Regions from separate parts of the Mus musculus genome. Here all the other regions are linked to region 1. A link is a contact called in public HiChIP or PLAC-seq and Micro-C data. All regions are on one chromosome and are shown on one strand. Each heading gives the region's core, a stretch centred on a gene start, on an enhancer-like site or on the middle of the called end of the contact. The rest is flanking DNA. Distances are from core to core; before and after follow the strand shown. Region 1 holds the start of Loxl1 (lysyl oxidase-like 1). Region 2 holds the start of Cyp1a1 (cytochrome P450, family 1, subfamily a, polypeptide 1). Region 3 overlaps Hcn4 (hyperpolarization-activated, cyclic nucleotide-gated K+ 4). Region 4 holds the start of Clk3 (CDC-like kinase 3).

Region 1 (3,422 bases), core at 417-2,916:
AGGAGGAGAGGCACGCAGGGGCTGCATGGTCCTTGTTAAGCCACCACTGGAAGGCCTTTGATAAGAAACAAACAGGGTCCGCACCAGCAATTCACCAGTGGCCAAAATGTCGAGCCAAGGCGCTCGTGGATTGTACTCACCGCGACCATTCTGGTTGGGTCGGTACACACTACCCACGCTGAGACGGCCCTGCTGGGCGCCGTTCCGCTCCCCACCCTGGGAGGGCGCATCAGAGCTTCGCACGGGCAAGTAAGGTGGCTCCAGCACGCGGAATGGGGGCTGTGGCTCCACCGCACGCGGAGGGACGTAGGCCTCCGGTGGCACATTGGCTGCATAGGGCGGGTACCAGCCGAGGCGAGGATCGCCAGCGCCACCGTAGGTGCCACCGGCCCCCGCGGGGGCCTGCGACACGTCGGTGCTGGGATCAGGGTAGGCCTGCTCGAATCCCGGGGTGCCTTCATTGTACAGGCTGTGCGAGTAACGACGGTCAAGGCCGTCGGAAGGTTGGGGCTGAGGCTGCGGCTGGGGCTGGGGCTGGGGTTGGGGCTGGGGCACATAGGGCCTCTCTGGGGCTGGGTAAAAGCCCTGGGCCGGGTACTCGGGCTGCTCCTCGCCTCCTCCACCTCCGTAGTCCTCGTAACGCGCCCGGGGCTGGAAGGGATAGATGACCCCAGCCGAGGCTACAGCCGCTGCCCCCGCGCCCATGCCGCCGCCCGCACCACGGTAGTACACGTAGCCCTGTTCGTAGGTCCGTGACGCGGGATCGTAGTTCTCATACTGGTTTACGAAGGGCGCCTGCGGATAGGGGAACTGCTGCGGGTAGGAGGATGGCTGGCGATAGGTGGTGGCGAAGGCCGAGGCCGAAACCGAGGAGGAGGCGGAGCCCCCGTGCCGTTGCTGGGAGACGGAGGTGCGGGCCCGAGCCATGCCGGTACTGTCCCCGACGGCCACCTCTCTCCAGTTGTCGGGCACCTGGCCGAAGCCGAACGGGTGCCGCGTTTGGCCGCGCACAGTGTCCGAACCCACGCGTCCGGGCAGGGGCAGGGACGGCGCCTGCCGACGCCGGGGTCCCCCCTGACTGCGCCGCTGCGACGTTTGGGGCGCGCCTGCCAGTAGAACCCTGGAGCTAGTCTCCCCTCGTTGGGGCCCCGCGGGCACGTACTCAGAGCCCGAGTTGAGCAAGCTGTACACCTGCCCGTTGTTCTCCCACTGGATCAGCTGCCGCCAGCGTCCTGGGTCCGAGCCCTGTCCTGGCTGCGCTTGCTGCCCGTGCACCAGGACGCACAGGCAGGCACTCCACACCAGGGTCCTCAGCTGGCTGCCGGCTCCGGCCAGAGCCATAGTGGCCCTTCTGCAGAGGCCGGGTGGGCAGAGAGTGGGCCTCGGTGCGTGCTTCTCTTCCCACGGCCTCGAGGACAGGATGGCTCTTCGCCTGCCCAAGCTCTAGCTTTGTCCATCCTGGCCTTGTCCCGAGCGGGACGGCTCCTCCGATGACAGCATTTCGAGGCCAAGGGGTCAGGGCAGGGCAGGGGCGGTGCCCAGGGCTGCACGAGGCTTTCCGTAGGGCACGGGACGGGCAGGACCTCCTGGGGCCCTTACATGGCCAGCCCCACACTGGCTGGCTGCTCGCTAGGCTGGCGCTTTCCCACTCTGAATGAATAAGCAACAGGCTGAAAGTGTCTGGAGGTTTCAGAAACCTGGTCCGCCTGCTGGGGCCTCCTCCGCGGGGCCCTACGGCCCGCCGGGTTTTAGCTATGTGGCCTGTCCCACAGATCAGTGCTCCCTTAGTCCTGTAGCTTCCAGCCAAGCCACAGACCTGCCTGGGAGGAAGGGAATGAGGTAGGGCGGAGGAGGGGGCCCCTGGGGACTCAGGCCTGGTAAGTGGGGTTTCTGGCAAACATAGCAGGATTAAGATGTGGGCACTACCCTGCTGGTTCCACTCAGTCCTGGACACAGGTTTTTTTTTTTTTTAATTCCACTTTCTTCGTTGACTTCACCTCTTCCTAGGGTTCTTGGGGTGCCTTCTCCCTTCTCCAAAGCTAGTGCTAAGAGACATCCTGGTTGGTGAGACTCCCTGGGGAGATGCCCACCTCTGGCTGGGGCCACCCTGTAATTCTGCATCCTGAAGACATTGGGCGTTTGGTCCTGAGTACAAAGACACTGAACCTTCAGCTCTTCTACCAGGTCTCAGTCTACAGGCTTGGGAACTAGGATAGGTATGTCTCTCTGCTGAAGGGGACTTGGGAGCTCAGGGCAGATGCTGACATCACGTACCCCCCACCCCCTCCAGTGGCTTCTGCCCTGTGCTTCCTGAGTTGATAGCCAGAAATAATCGGAGTCTAAACATGAATAAGAAGAACCCAGCCGGTGGCAGCCTTGGATATGAGATATGCCATTGTGAGGCAAGGGGAACCTTTAACATAAAGCAGAGAGAGGGAGGCCTTGGGAGAGCCGTGGCCTGGGAATCGCATGCTCCTTCCCAACTCTGAGTTAGTGGACACATTGATCACTGGGGGATTATTCCACAGAACTCCATCTGTTCTGGCCGATTCTCTGTTCCCTCCGGGGATGTCAGGGCTAAGAAGAAAGGTAAATTTTAACTTTTACTTGGTACCTAAGAGGTTACCCTCTAAATGCTGTTCTCCAGGCTTCCCCTAGGCTGTCTTCTGTTTGGCCTTGGGAGCTGGAGGGCAAAGATTACCCCCTGAGACTTATAAACAAGACAGGAAGGATCTGTCCTCAATGCTGGATGACTCTGTTTTGTAAACTCCTGGGCCCCGTTTAAGGAGGAAACAGCCAGAATGATGCTCTTTGGGAACCAGGACCCCTCTGCCCTCCATCCTTACCAGGAAGCATCTATCAACCCACCAAACTGTGGGTTTCAGGACTGATACTTCACATATGTGTCTTGGGACACTGGATATCTTCCCCCCCCCCCCCCCCGAGACAGGGTTTCTCTGTAGCCCTGGCTGTCCTGGAACTCACTTTGTAGACCAGGCTGGCCTTGAACTCAGAAATCCACCTGCCTCTGCCTCCCAAGTGCTAGGATTAAAGGCATGCGCCACCACACCTGGCTGACACTAGATATCTTAATCTAGCCAGAAAATTGGGGGCTTGCAATAGCACTCTTGCCCGTGATATCGTAGATCCAGTGTAATGTCTGGATTCCTACAATAGTGACTGATTAGGCTGAAGACTAGCAAGTCTTGGTTCAATTGAAGCCTGGGACCTGGAGGGTTAAGCCTTCCCTCCCTCCTGCTCCCCCCCCCCCCCAGTGTTGGCCTCAGCTGCTTAGAATCCCTGGGGTCCCGTAGGTCTTTCCAGCTAGCCAGATGGGCAGCAGAGGAGAAGTGGAAACAGGCCTTAGGGTACCTTGGGCTTGGAGGGGAAGGAAGGAAGAATTGAGGGAGGATATGGGATGG
Region 2 (3,422 bases), core at 604-3,103, 620 kb before region 1:
TTACCAGGAACATCCTCCAGGGAGATACCTGGGAGGCTTGACTGGACACTCTTGCCTCTGTTCAGTGCTATCTCAGAGAGCACTCCCCTGGCCACCTCATTTGCAGTTGTAAACTGTCCCCTGCATATCATTTATCTTTCTAGTGCTCTTTTTGTACTATGCCTGTCTCTGTGTTTTGTTACTTATCACCTGTTTCCCCCATAGCAGCGGGTAAGCTTCGTCAAAGGAGTATTGTTAATCCTTTTCACCTCTGCATCAATCACCAGCATCCAGCATAGTAGGAGCTTGGCGAATATTTGCACAATGCATGAGGGCGGCATGTAACTAGAGTGGGAGGTGAGGGGGTGGATGAAGTGTTGTTTTTTTTTCCTGGTCTTGGTCACAGAGCAGATATCAATGTTCTTTCTGGGCTCGGGAGCTCACAGGGGAGGGCAGGTGAAGGTGTTAGTTAGGAACAGGTTGAGTTAGACACGCCAAGTTCAGATGTTCTTCTTACACTAATCTCACTCTGGGAGCACCCTTCAGGGCCAGAGAGCACCTGCAAAACAGCCAGCTAGGCGTGCCGGGTGGTGCTGCGTGTCCTGCCACTAAAAATGTGGACACACGCTGTTCAGGCCTTTGCTCTCAGGCAGAAGCCGAGCATCGCACGCAAACCCGGCCCTTTGCACCGCTGGCGCTGTCTTGTCGCGCCCTTGCAAAGCATAGACTATTTCTATCTCTTAAACCCCACCCCAACGCCCCAGGAGAGCTGGCCCTTTAAGAGCCTCACCCACGGTTCCCCTCCCCCAGCTAGCGTGACAGCACTGGGACCCGCGCCCGGTTGTGAGTTGGGTAGCTGGGTGGCTGCGCGGGCCTCCAGGCTCTTCTCACGCAACTCCGGGGCACCTTGTCCCCAGCCAGGTGGGGCGGAGACAGGCAGCCCGACCTCTGCCCCCAGAGGATGGAGCAGGCTTACGCACGCTAGCCTCAGGAACCTGTGTGCGTGCCAAGCATCACCCTTTGTAGCCCCAGACCCCCTCCTGCTGTCTCGCGTGGATCCTTCCTCCACCCTTTCCTCCACCATACTTAGATAGCTCTGCACCCGCCGCCCGACTTCTCTGTGTTGCCTGCTTCAGTATGTATGCACAACACTAGCAAGCCCCGGGAGCCTACAGGGAGCTGCAAGCGGGGACTCCCGGGCTTGCAGCTTGCCTAAGGTGACCCTTAGAGGTGAGATCTGCAAGCCTGCCATCCATCCCCACCCTCTAGATGAAGCAGCGCGAACTTCGGCCGATACCCAATTTGTGGGGCACAGAGTCAGTCCAATGGCGCCACTGGCCTTCCTGTCCTGTGACCTCTGGGCTGGGGTCGTTGCGCTTCTCACGCGAGCTTGGACTCAGTAATCCAGGGAAGCAAAGTCACCACCCAGCTGTTCTCCCTCTACCAGCCTTTCCCGGGCACCCATTGGCTTGTAGTAGGCAAGAGGATCTTACACACTGAATGTTTCAGGGGTGCAAAAATAGTGAAAAGGAATCCCTATGACCCGGAATGGAGGCCCCAGTACTTACTTTTTAGGTTACCCCAGAATTTTTCCTCAAACCCCTCCCTCAGTGGGATTATGCACTGTCCATGGAGCACCTTGAAAGTGTGGGGGGTGGTGACCCCAACCTTTATTCTTTTTCTTTTCTTATGTTTTTTTGTGCCTGTACCTACATCAGGTATCCGGTATGGCTTCTTGCCTATCTCCCCCCTCCCCCCTGCCTAGAGCACTCCCTAAGGCTGTCCCTCCCTCGGTCCCACCACTGGGCTCAGATAAGGAGGCGTGGCCAACAGACACAGAGTCCTATAAAGGTGGTGGTGCCTTCACCCTAACCCTGAAGGTGGTAGTTCTTGGAGCTTCCCCGATCCTCCCTAGGGTCCTAGAGAACACTCTTCACTTCAGTCCCTCCTTACAGCCCAAGGTGAGTGCTTGGGGGGGCTCCTGGATTGCCCCTCCCTCCCTCCCTCCCTCCCTCCCTCCCTCCCAAGAAAAGGAAATTTTTGGTGAAGAGTTACTGGGTAGCTCCTTCAAAACAGGGAACTACACTTTTATTTATTTATTTATTTATTTATTTAGTGACCAGGTAAATTCCTTAAGGGAGAAACTGAGGCCAGAGGTATCAGCTATTTAGATAGAAATGAGATACCCTTCCACTTCAGGCCCCTCCCCCTCCTCACTGACCTCCTAGGGCGTCTTCCCTGCACCTTTAGCCCCTTCCTCAGGACTGCCAGTGGGGGTGAGGGCTCCTCTCTGGATGTGTAGGGTGGACAGTGAAGATGCACTGAGCTTTTCTGGTGTTCTCTGTCTTATTTAAAAACTACCCCCAATAGCCTCTACCCTCCCAAAGGGCAGCATGTCAGAGCTGTTTCTGACCTAGGCTAGAGAGGCTCCCTACCCCACTGACTGTCTCTTCTATCCTTGCTGGGATACCATCAGCTCCATAAACTGAGAGCTTCAGGGAACTGGAAACACCAGTTACATTTCCCTCGGCCCTTCCACCTTCCAAAGGTTAGGGTTCCTTAGGGACACCAATTATGAAGTGTGTTTTCAGCCCCTCCAGGAAGCCCCTCTGCTTCAAGCTGACTGTAGTATTTGGGAATTGTACATCTTCCTATCGTATGTGCTTCAGATCTTCTCTTCCTAGGATCTGTACCCTCTGAATTAAGCAATCTTTCTTGTTGGCTTGTTTTGTTTTTTTGAGACAGGGTTTCTCTGTGTAGCCCTGGCTGTCCTGGAACTCACTCTGTAGACCAGGCTGGCCTCAAACTCAAGAGTTCCTCCTGCCTCTGTCTCCTAAGTGCTGGGGTTAAAGGTATGGGCCAGTGCCTCCCTCCCAGATGAATTGGGCAAGCTTGTCTTACCCTCTCTCCCAGTTATGTAACTGAAGTCTCAGTGTTAATATGACTTGTCCAGGATGACCTGGACTGTACTTCACTGCAATGTGACTCTCCTGACTGGGCAGAGCCTTGGAGCAGATGTTAAATTTGCTTACTTTTTCTAGAATAAATCTAAAGAGAAAGTGTCCTCTTAGTCAAAACTAAGCTCAAATCCATTCCTAGTTTTCCTGACTCCAGTCAGTGGTTTTCTTATAGCCCTAACCTTATAGGAATCTTCCTTTTCATTTCTGCTTTCTTATGACAGCAAAAGAGGGGGAAGGACCAGACTATTCATTCATGAGAACTGAGCACAACAAAAAGCTTGGCCTGGATTACTGTTACTTGGAGCTGTGTCTAGCTGGTCTCCCTTGGCTTTTAAAGTGTGGCCCCGTTGAACTTAGGGAGCTAGGCCTGAGAGGAAGGTGGCTTGGGCATTGGTTTTCCTGTACCCTCTCCCATTCCTGTCCTCTACTGGGGTTGATGGGGTTCTTTAGATCCTGAGATGAAGAACAGTAAAGAACTGAGAA
Region 3 (3,422 bases), core at 608-3,107, 550 kb after region 1:
AGCCCAAGTTAGCTAAGAAAGCCCCAGGGTTGGAGTGTGCCTCTGGCTACCAGCCTGGGGTGCCTGGAGGTGACTCCTGTCTCTCTCCCCCGTCTCAGTATAAACAGGTGGAGCAGTACATGTCCTTCCACAAGCTCCCGCCTGACACCCGACAGCGCATCCATGACTACTATGAACACCGCTACCAAGGCAAGATGTTTGATGAGGAAAGCATCCTGGGTGAGCTGAGTGAGCCACTTCGAGAGGTGAGCTGCAGACAGCCTGGGTGGGTGGTGGCGGTGCCAGGCCTCGCTGGCACACAGTTCCCTGACCTTCTTCTTTCTTTGTGTCCCAACCTTTGCTGTACGTGGAGCAGGAGATCATCAACTTTAACTGCCGAAAGCTGGTGGCATCCATGCCACTGTTTGCCAACGCAGATCCCAACTTTGTGACATCCATGCTGACCAAGTTGCGTTTCGAGGTCTTCCAGCCTGGGGATTACATCATCCGCGAAGGCACCATCGGCAAGAAGATGTACTTTATCCAGCACGGCGTGGTCAGCGTGCTCACTAAGGGCAACAAAGAGACCAAGCTGGCTGATGGCTCCTATTTTGGAGGTGAGACAGCCAGGGGGCCCCAGGAGAACATGGGTGACTGGGAGCTAAGCTAGAGGGATACCCTAAGATCAGAAGCTTGGAGGGACCCTTTATAGCCACAGCCTGGGCATCTGTGAGGCCAGTATAGGGGTGTCTGTCTGTGCAGTCTGCTTTAGTAGAGTACTTAAGACTGGTGGCTTATAAACCATAGAAACTGGATTCTTAGCTCTGGAGGCTGGGAGTCACAGGCCAGGGTGCAAGTGTGGTAGGTTCCATTGAGGGTTCTCTTAGTGGTAGACTGTTGTGGTTTTGTTGTCTCAGATGGCAGGAAGAGCACTTGTGTTGTTTCCTTAGCTTCTTCTATTATATTTGCGTGTATGCCTGAGCCTGCATATACCCAACCATACCTACCTATTCCCACATACCACCATGCCCGTGTAGAGGTTAGGGCACAACTTGGGCAGTCAAGTCTCTCCTACCATGTGGGTCCTGGGTATCCAACTCACGTTATCAGACTTGGCCCGGAAGTGCCATACTGCTGAGCCATCTGACTTGCCCCTTCTCTAGCCTCTTCTATAAAGGTATGAATCACCTCCCAAAGCCCCACCTCTAAGTTCCAGATCACCTTGAGACCAGGGGTTGGCCCCAGAGAGAGAAACAACTAGACACCCAGTTGATAGGGGTGCTGCTGGTACCCAGTATGACTACAACCTATCAGGCAGCCTAGTGAGTTCATTGTACCAACTACCAGTGGAGACTAAGGTCAGAATCACGCAGCTCTGGGAGGCCTGGAAATTTCCTGTCGGATTGACCCTGAGCCCTGCTGTGCTCACAGAGATCTGCTTGCTGACCCGGGGTCGGCGCACAGCCAGCGTCAGAGCGGATACTTATTGCCGCCTCTACTCACTGAGCGTGGACAACTTCAATGAGGTGCTGGAGGAGTATCCCATGATGCGGAGGGCCTTCGAGACGGTTGCGCTGGACCGCCTGGACCGCATAGGTGAGGAGCAGGATGTGCAGGCGGGAGGGCAGGGCGGCAAGCATGCAGACTCCAAGTCTCCTTTCCTGGGCGTGGCCTGAGTGTCTGGCTCTTGTTCTATGGCTCAGGCAAGAAGAACTCCATCCTCCTCCACAAGGTGCAGCACGACCTCAACTCAGGCGTCTTCAACTACCAAGAGAACGAGATCATCCAGCAGATCGTGCGGCATGACCGTGAGATGGCCCACTGTGCTCACCGCGTCCAGGCTGCCGCCTCAGCCACCCCAACCCCCACGCCTGTTATATGGACCCCGCTGATCCAGGCGCCACTGCAGGCTGCTGCTGCTACTACTTCGGTGGCCATAGCCCTCACACACCACCCCCGCCTGCCCGCCGCCATCTTCCGGCCCCCTCCCGGACCTGGGCTGGGCAACCTTGGGGCTGGACAGACACCGAGGCACCCAAGGAGGCTGCAGTCCTTGATCCCTTCAGCTCTGGGCTCTGCTTCACCCGCCAGCAGCCCCTCACAGGTGGACACACCGTCTTCATCCTCCTTCCACATCCAACAGCTGGCTGGATTCTCTGCACCTCCTGGATTGAGCCCTCTCCTGCCCTCCTCTAGCTCTTCCCCACCTCCAGGAGCCTGCGGTTCCCCACCAGCCCCCACACCCTCCACCTCCACTGCCGCCGCCGCCTCCACCACTGGGTTCGGCCACTTTCACAAGGCGCTGGGTGGCTCCCTGTCATCCTCTGACTCCCCGCTGCTCACCCCACTGCAACCAGGCGCTCGCTCTCCACAGGCTGCCCAGCCACCACCCCCACTGCCTGGGGCCCGAGGAGGTCTGGGACTCCTGGAGCACTTCTTGCCGCCCCCACCCTCCTCCAGGTCACCATCATCCAGCCCTGGGCAGCTGGGCCAGCCTCCTGGAGAGTTGTCCCTAGGTCTGGCAGCTGGTCCATCAAGTACACCAGAGACACCCCCACGGCCTGAGCGACCATCCTTCATGGCAGGGGCCTCTGGAGGGGCTTCTCCTGTAGCCTTTACCCCCCGAGGAGGCCTCAGTCCTCCGGGCCACAGCCCGGGGCCCCCAAGAACTTTCCCGAGTGCCCCACCCCGGGCCTCTGGCTCCCATGGTTCCCTGCTCCTGCCACCTGCATCCAGCCCTCCACCTCCCCAGGTCCCACAGCGCAGGGGCACACCACCCCTCACCCCTGGCCGCCTCACACAGGACCTGAAGCTCATCTCAGCCTCTCAGCCAGCCCTCCCCCAGGATGGGGCACAGACTCTCCGCAGGGCCTCGCCTCACTCCTCAGGGGAGTCGGTGGCTGCCTTCTCACTCTACCCCAGAGCTGGGGGTGGCAGTGGGAGTAGTGGGGGCCTTGGGCCTCCTGGAAGGCCATATGGTGCCATCCCAGGCCAACATGTCACTTTGCCTCGGAAGACATCCTCAGGTTCTTTGCCACCCCCACTTTCTTTGTTTGGGGCAAGAGCCGCCTCTTCTGGAGGGCCCCCTCTGACTACTGCTGCACCCCAGAGGGAACCTGGCGCTAGGTCTGAGCCAGTACGCTCCAAACTGCCGTCTAATTTATGAGCTGGGCCCTCCCTCCCTCTTCTTTTTCTTGCTCCTTTCTTCCTTCAGGTTTAACTGTGATTAGGAGATATACCAACAACAATAATAACCATAAAAAAACATACCCCAGAAAAACAAAAAGACAGCAGAAAATAACCAGGTATTCTTAGAGCTATAGATTTTTGGTCACTTGCTTTTATAGACTATTTTAATACTCAGCACTAGAGGGAGAGAGGGAGGGAGGGAGGGAGGGGGGAGCAGACAAGGCCCAAAGGCAACAGCCAAAGGAAGACAGGCG
Region 4 (3,422 bases), core at 473-2,972, 550 kb before region 1:
TATGTCTACTTGAGTGGAAAGTCACAGCCTCAGAGTCGAATGCCAACCTGCTCCACAGCAATACCACTTCACTGTTGCCTTTAGGCAAGTTATTAAACCACTTTAAGCTTCAGCCTCCTCTTGAAACAAGGGAACAATAATCTCTTACAGGCTCCATAGGAATTAAATGTCTGCCCTATAAAGTCAAAAGCCTAGCACAGGTTTGGGCCACAAGAAGTACTAAAGACAGCCTTTCATTAGCACTGAGAAGGTTCCGGCTAACACTCAGGGCTATGTTGAATGCCTTAATTTATAATTCCTTCCAAGGGACCGGGTAGGAAGTTTTGGCAGGAAACCTTGAACTCGATCCCAGTGTTGCCACTTACTGGCCCTGTGGCCTTATACAAGTCACTCTAGACCTAAATTGTCATGCCTGAAAAATGAAGATAACACCTCTCATACTGGCAAAGATGGCCCAATATTTTGGCCATGAAGTACCACACATAGGCAGTAATGGAGATAATCTCCCTTGCAACGCATCCCAGGCAGGTGAAAAATGGGAGCTACCAGGTGGCCCATGTCCTCCTCCCAGCCAGGTCGTTTGAGCCTATTTCTCACAAATTCTCCGATTCCATGAGTCCTCGGCAAAGAAGCTTTTTAAAACGTAAAGGCCACAATTATGCTTTGGGAGGCTCTGCTCTGAACAATGAAGAAAAAGGCAATGTGACCAATGAGACCAAGTTACTGGATGCCAATTTTTCTATGAGCACAGGCCTCTCTGGCTTCTCATTTGCTGTTCCTGGCTAGAGAACCGGGCTAACAAGAAGAGCAGCCAGCCAGGTCAGCGGCTGCCCTCCCGGATTCCTGCCACCCAAGCGACCCATGGTTATTTTTGGCTGGCAGTGCCCCACCACTGCAACCTCAAACCTGCCACCTCGCAATCTGCGGCTGCCACCGGGCAAAAACGCTCCTCCTTTTCAAGGGCACGGAGGAGGGAAACTGGAAGGCCGCCAACTCCGCCTTGATGGGGGCTAGACTCTGGCAATTCCCACCCAAGCATCAGGGCACCCGCACCCGGAACTAAAGCATAGAGGCTCCCGACCGGACCGAGGAGCAGCCTGGACATTTGTACTCCTGGCTTGGTCTGGCCCATTCTCCGGGATGGAGCGGTTCCATCATAACAAAACACGGAGGGGGCCGGCGGCCCGCACTCGAGTCCCTTCCTTCTGCCCGAATCCCAGGGATCTCAGAGCCCCGTTCCCCGTAACCGCCAAGGGAAGACCCGGCGACCAAAGGGATGGCCAGCCTGGGCCAGAATCAAACTCCAGGCGGCGCGCGAAGGAGATCTGCGGGCTAAGCCTCGAGCTCGGGGCAGGGAAAGCCTTTCCAGGATAGCCTAGGTCGGACGCGACCCAGCCAGCGGGCCGGCGCGGGACCCAAAGGGAAGCCTCCCAGCCGGCTCCGAGGCCGCTGGAGCTCCGCCTCCAACACCGCGGGAACCAGAAAAGGGGTCTGCAGTGACCGCCCTCAGGGAGAGAAGCGGCGGGTCAGGGGTGAGAGGTCGGGACCGCGGCCTGACGTGGGCCGAAGAGGGAAATAGGTCCAAGCCGAGACCCGACCGGGTGGCACGGTACCCGTACCGGCGTGGCCGTCCCCACCGACTCACCCCAGCTGCCCGGCCACGGGCTCGGGCCCACACTCACCGTCTCCCAGGCTCCGGCTGCGGCTAGGCCCCACTCCCCACTCCGAGCGCCTCTTCCGCTTCCGGCTCTGGCCTCCGCCCGTGGCAGCACCGCCCCCTCGCGTGACGCAGCCGTCGGCGGCCCGGGCTCGACCCGGCCCAGAGGCCTGACCGCTCTAGCCCCGAACTCGCAGACTCTGGGGGACTGGCCTGCCCCGCCAGGGTCCGGGCGACATCGGTGGAGGTCTCTTCCCGGAGGTCCCGGGAGCAGCCTCGGGCCGCGGCCTGCCCCTCTCCGTGTGGTGCTGCACGTAGGCCCCCGAGGCCGCATCGGTGCGCGACCACGGTCTGAGGACGGCTCTGGGCCTAAAGGAGGAACCCACCGGACTGCCAGGCTGGGGCCGCTTCCCCGCCGCGGCCCAGCTGTGCTCGCCAGCCTCTTCCTGCGCGCGGAGAGGACCGGCATTGTTCTCCCGGGGCCCGGGAGGGCGCTAGAGACGAAGGCGGTCGGTGCGCCCGGGCAGAGGAAGGCGGGCGCGACTCCGCTTGCGCGCAAGAAGCAAACGACACATTCTGCTCTCGGCTTGTGCGGGTTTTTTGAAAGTCCTGGTGCCACGCCCCAGCTGGCTCGAGCGAGCAGTCTCCGGGAAGATCCCCGCGAGCCTCGGCGGTGGGGTCTGACGGAGAAATCGTCCCCTTCCCTTGAACACCTCAGAGCGTCTTGCTGTCAGTCTTGCTAGGAAACCCGCGCCACACAAAAGCCCCGAGCCGCGCCGCGCTCCCGCTCTGCCACTCGAGTCACTCAGCCCGTCCTTTCGCTGCGGCATCGGGCGTGAGGCACCCAGTCTAGACCCCTCCCACCTACTGTCCAACGCTTTGTCGTGGCAGGATCATGAGGTCTTATTTTTTTTTTTTTCAGAAGAGAATACAAGTCGCGGTCCTTTGGTTGGGCCTCGCTTTGACAGCGTCCCCGCCCCCGCGCGTCGCGCAGCCAAGCGGGCGGGTGCCGCGCCTAATTGCCCCACGCCACGCGAGGTCCGCGAGGCTGCGGCGGCCGGCCAGGGCGGGGCATAGCTTTAGGATCTTGCTGACTCAACGCGGACAGCCAGGGTTTCCCAGGTGTCCCCTCCCCGTACGGGATGCGCGCCCACCAGGTGCTGTGGCTCCCTAGGCCCCCCTGCAGTGATGAAACTGCCTTTAGAGAGCTTTGCCTCTGGTTCTGACGTAATGGCCCGGCATCTTCATCACCAACCAAGTAAAAGCGGTTGAGTTAAAAAGCTGGGTGATTATGTTTTGCAAACTCAAACTGACTCATAGTCACCTTCCAACCCCACAGACATTCAACAGCCATTTCAACTGCTTCTGCCCGAGTCCTGCCCCATTGGTTTCCAGCCTAGAAGCCAAAGATTGAAATATCCAGGCGTCAGAAGATGCAGCTCCCACCTGAGGCCAGGCCCACACTGATAGAATTTCCTTCGTTCACAGGTTTCTGTGGTGTCGTCACCTCCTACCAATGCTGCCCAGCCATGTTTCCATGGCTACGGGAAAATAGCATCCTCCAGTTTAAGGCCGACATCCTCAAAAAGTTCCCATCTCCTGCCCTACCCCAAGTGTCAGAAATGAGATAATTTAGACCGTCTTCCTGCCTACCATCCTAACAGGAAAAATCAGGGCCATCTGCCTACAGCCCCCACTCTCTCTACAGAGAGGACTTCTTGCTGACAGCTGATATAGGAGCTGTCTCCTAGCCCTGTCCTCTCCA

The links. A called contact is a pair of places that touch in the nucleus more often than the background predicts. HiChIP or PLAC-seq counts read pairs in DNA pulled down with a chosen protein or histone mark.
Region 2: an HNF4G HiChIP or PLAC-seq map of pancreatic cancer cells shows a contact between it and region 1. The contact joins the promoter of Cyp1a1 here to the promoter of Loxl1 in region 1. A contact is called at or near these places in 1 of 115 datasets of contacts at active chromatin or transcription factors (pancreatic cancer cells) and 1 of 9 other capture datasets (liver).
Region 3: a contact with region 1 is called in an H3K4me3 HiChIP or PLAC-seq map of embryonic midbrain, with 4 times the contacts expected there. The contact joins the enhancer-like site here to the promoter of Loxl1 in region 1. A contact is called at or near these places in 1 of 484 Hi-C or Micro-C datasets (bone marrow-derived macrophages), 3 of 115 datasets of contacts at active chromatin or transcription factors (embryonic midbrain, embryonic stem cells and neural tube) and 1 of 9 other capture datasets (embryonic stem cells).
Region 4: a contact with region 1 is called in a Micro-C map of embryonic stem cells, with 5 times the contacts expected there. The contact joins the promoter of Clk3 here to the promoter of Loxl1 in region 1. A contact is called at or near these places in 2 of 484 Hi-C or Micro-C datasets (both in embryonic stem cells).

What each region holds. Positions count from the first base shown.
Region 1 is chr9:58,311,546-58,314,967 of GRCm38.p6, forward strand. It overlaps Loxl1 (lysyl oxidase-like 1), which reads right to left and starts at 1,667. Exons shown (of 7, transcript NM_010729.3): 1 at 141-1,667. The coding sequence starts at 1,341.
Region 2 is chr9:57,695,760-57,699,181 of GRCm38.p6, forward strand. Cyp1a1 (cytochrome P450, family 1, subfamily a, polypeptide 1) reads left to right here and starts at 1,854. Exons shown (of 7, transcript NM_001136059.2): 1 at 1,854-1,940. RefSeq lists a promoter at 213-1,914 and enhancers at 642-659, 713-1,069, 784-803, 861-879, 972-990 and 1 more.
Region 3 is chr9:58,857,619-58,861,040 of GRCm38.p6, forward strand. It overlaps Hcn4 (hyperpolarization-activated, cyclic nucleotide-gated K+ 4), which reads left to right. Exons shown (of 8, transcript NM_001081192.3): 5 at 99-245; 6 at 356-596; 7 at 1,411-1,575; 8 at 1,683-3,422. The coding sequence ends at 3,145. Among named protein-coding and RNA genes, the nearest start is that of Hcn4, 36 kb to the left of the region's middle. Within about 2 kb of position 1,858, at least 10 of the 459 cell types and tissues checked have an H3K27ac peak or open chromatin away from gene starts, as enhancers often do.
Region 4 is chr9:57,763,392-57,766,813 of GRCm38.p6, forward strand. Clk3 (CDC-like kinase 3) reads right to left here and starts at 1,723. Exons shown (of 13, transcript NM_007713.5): 1 at 1,683-1,723.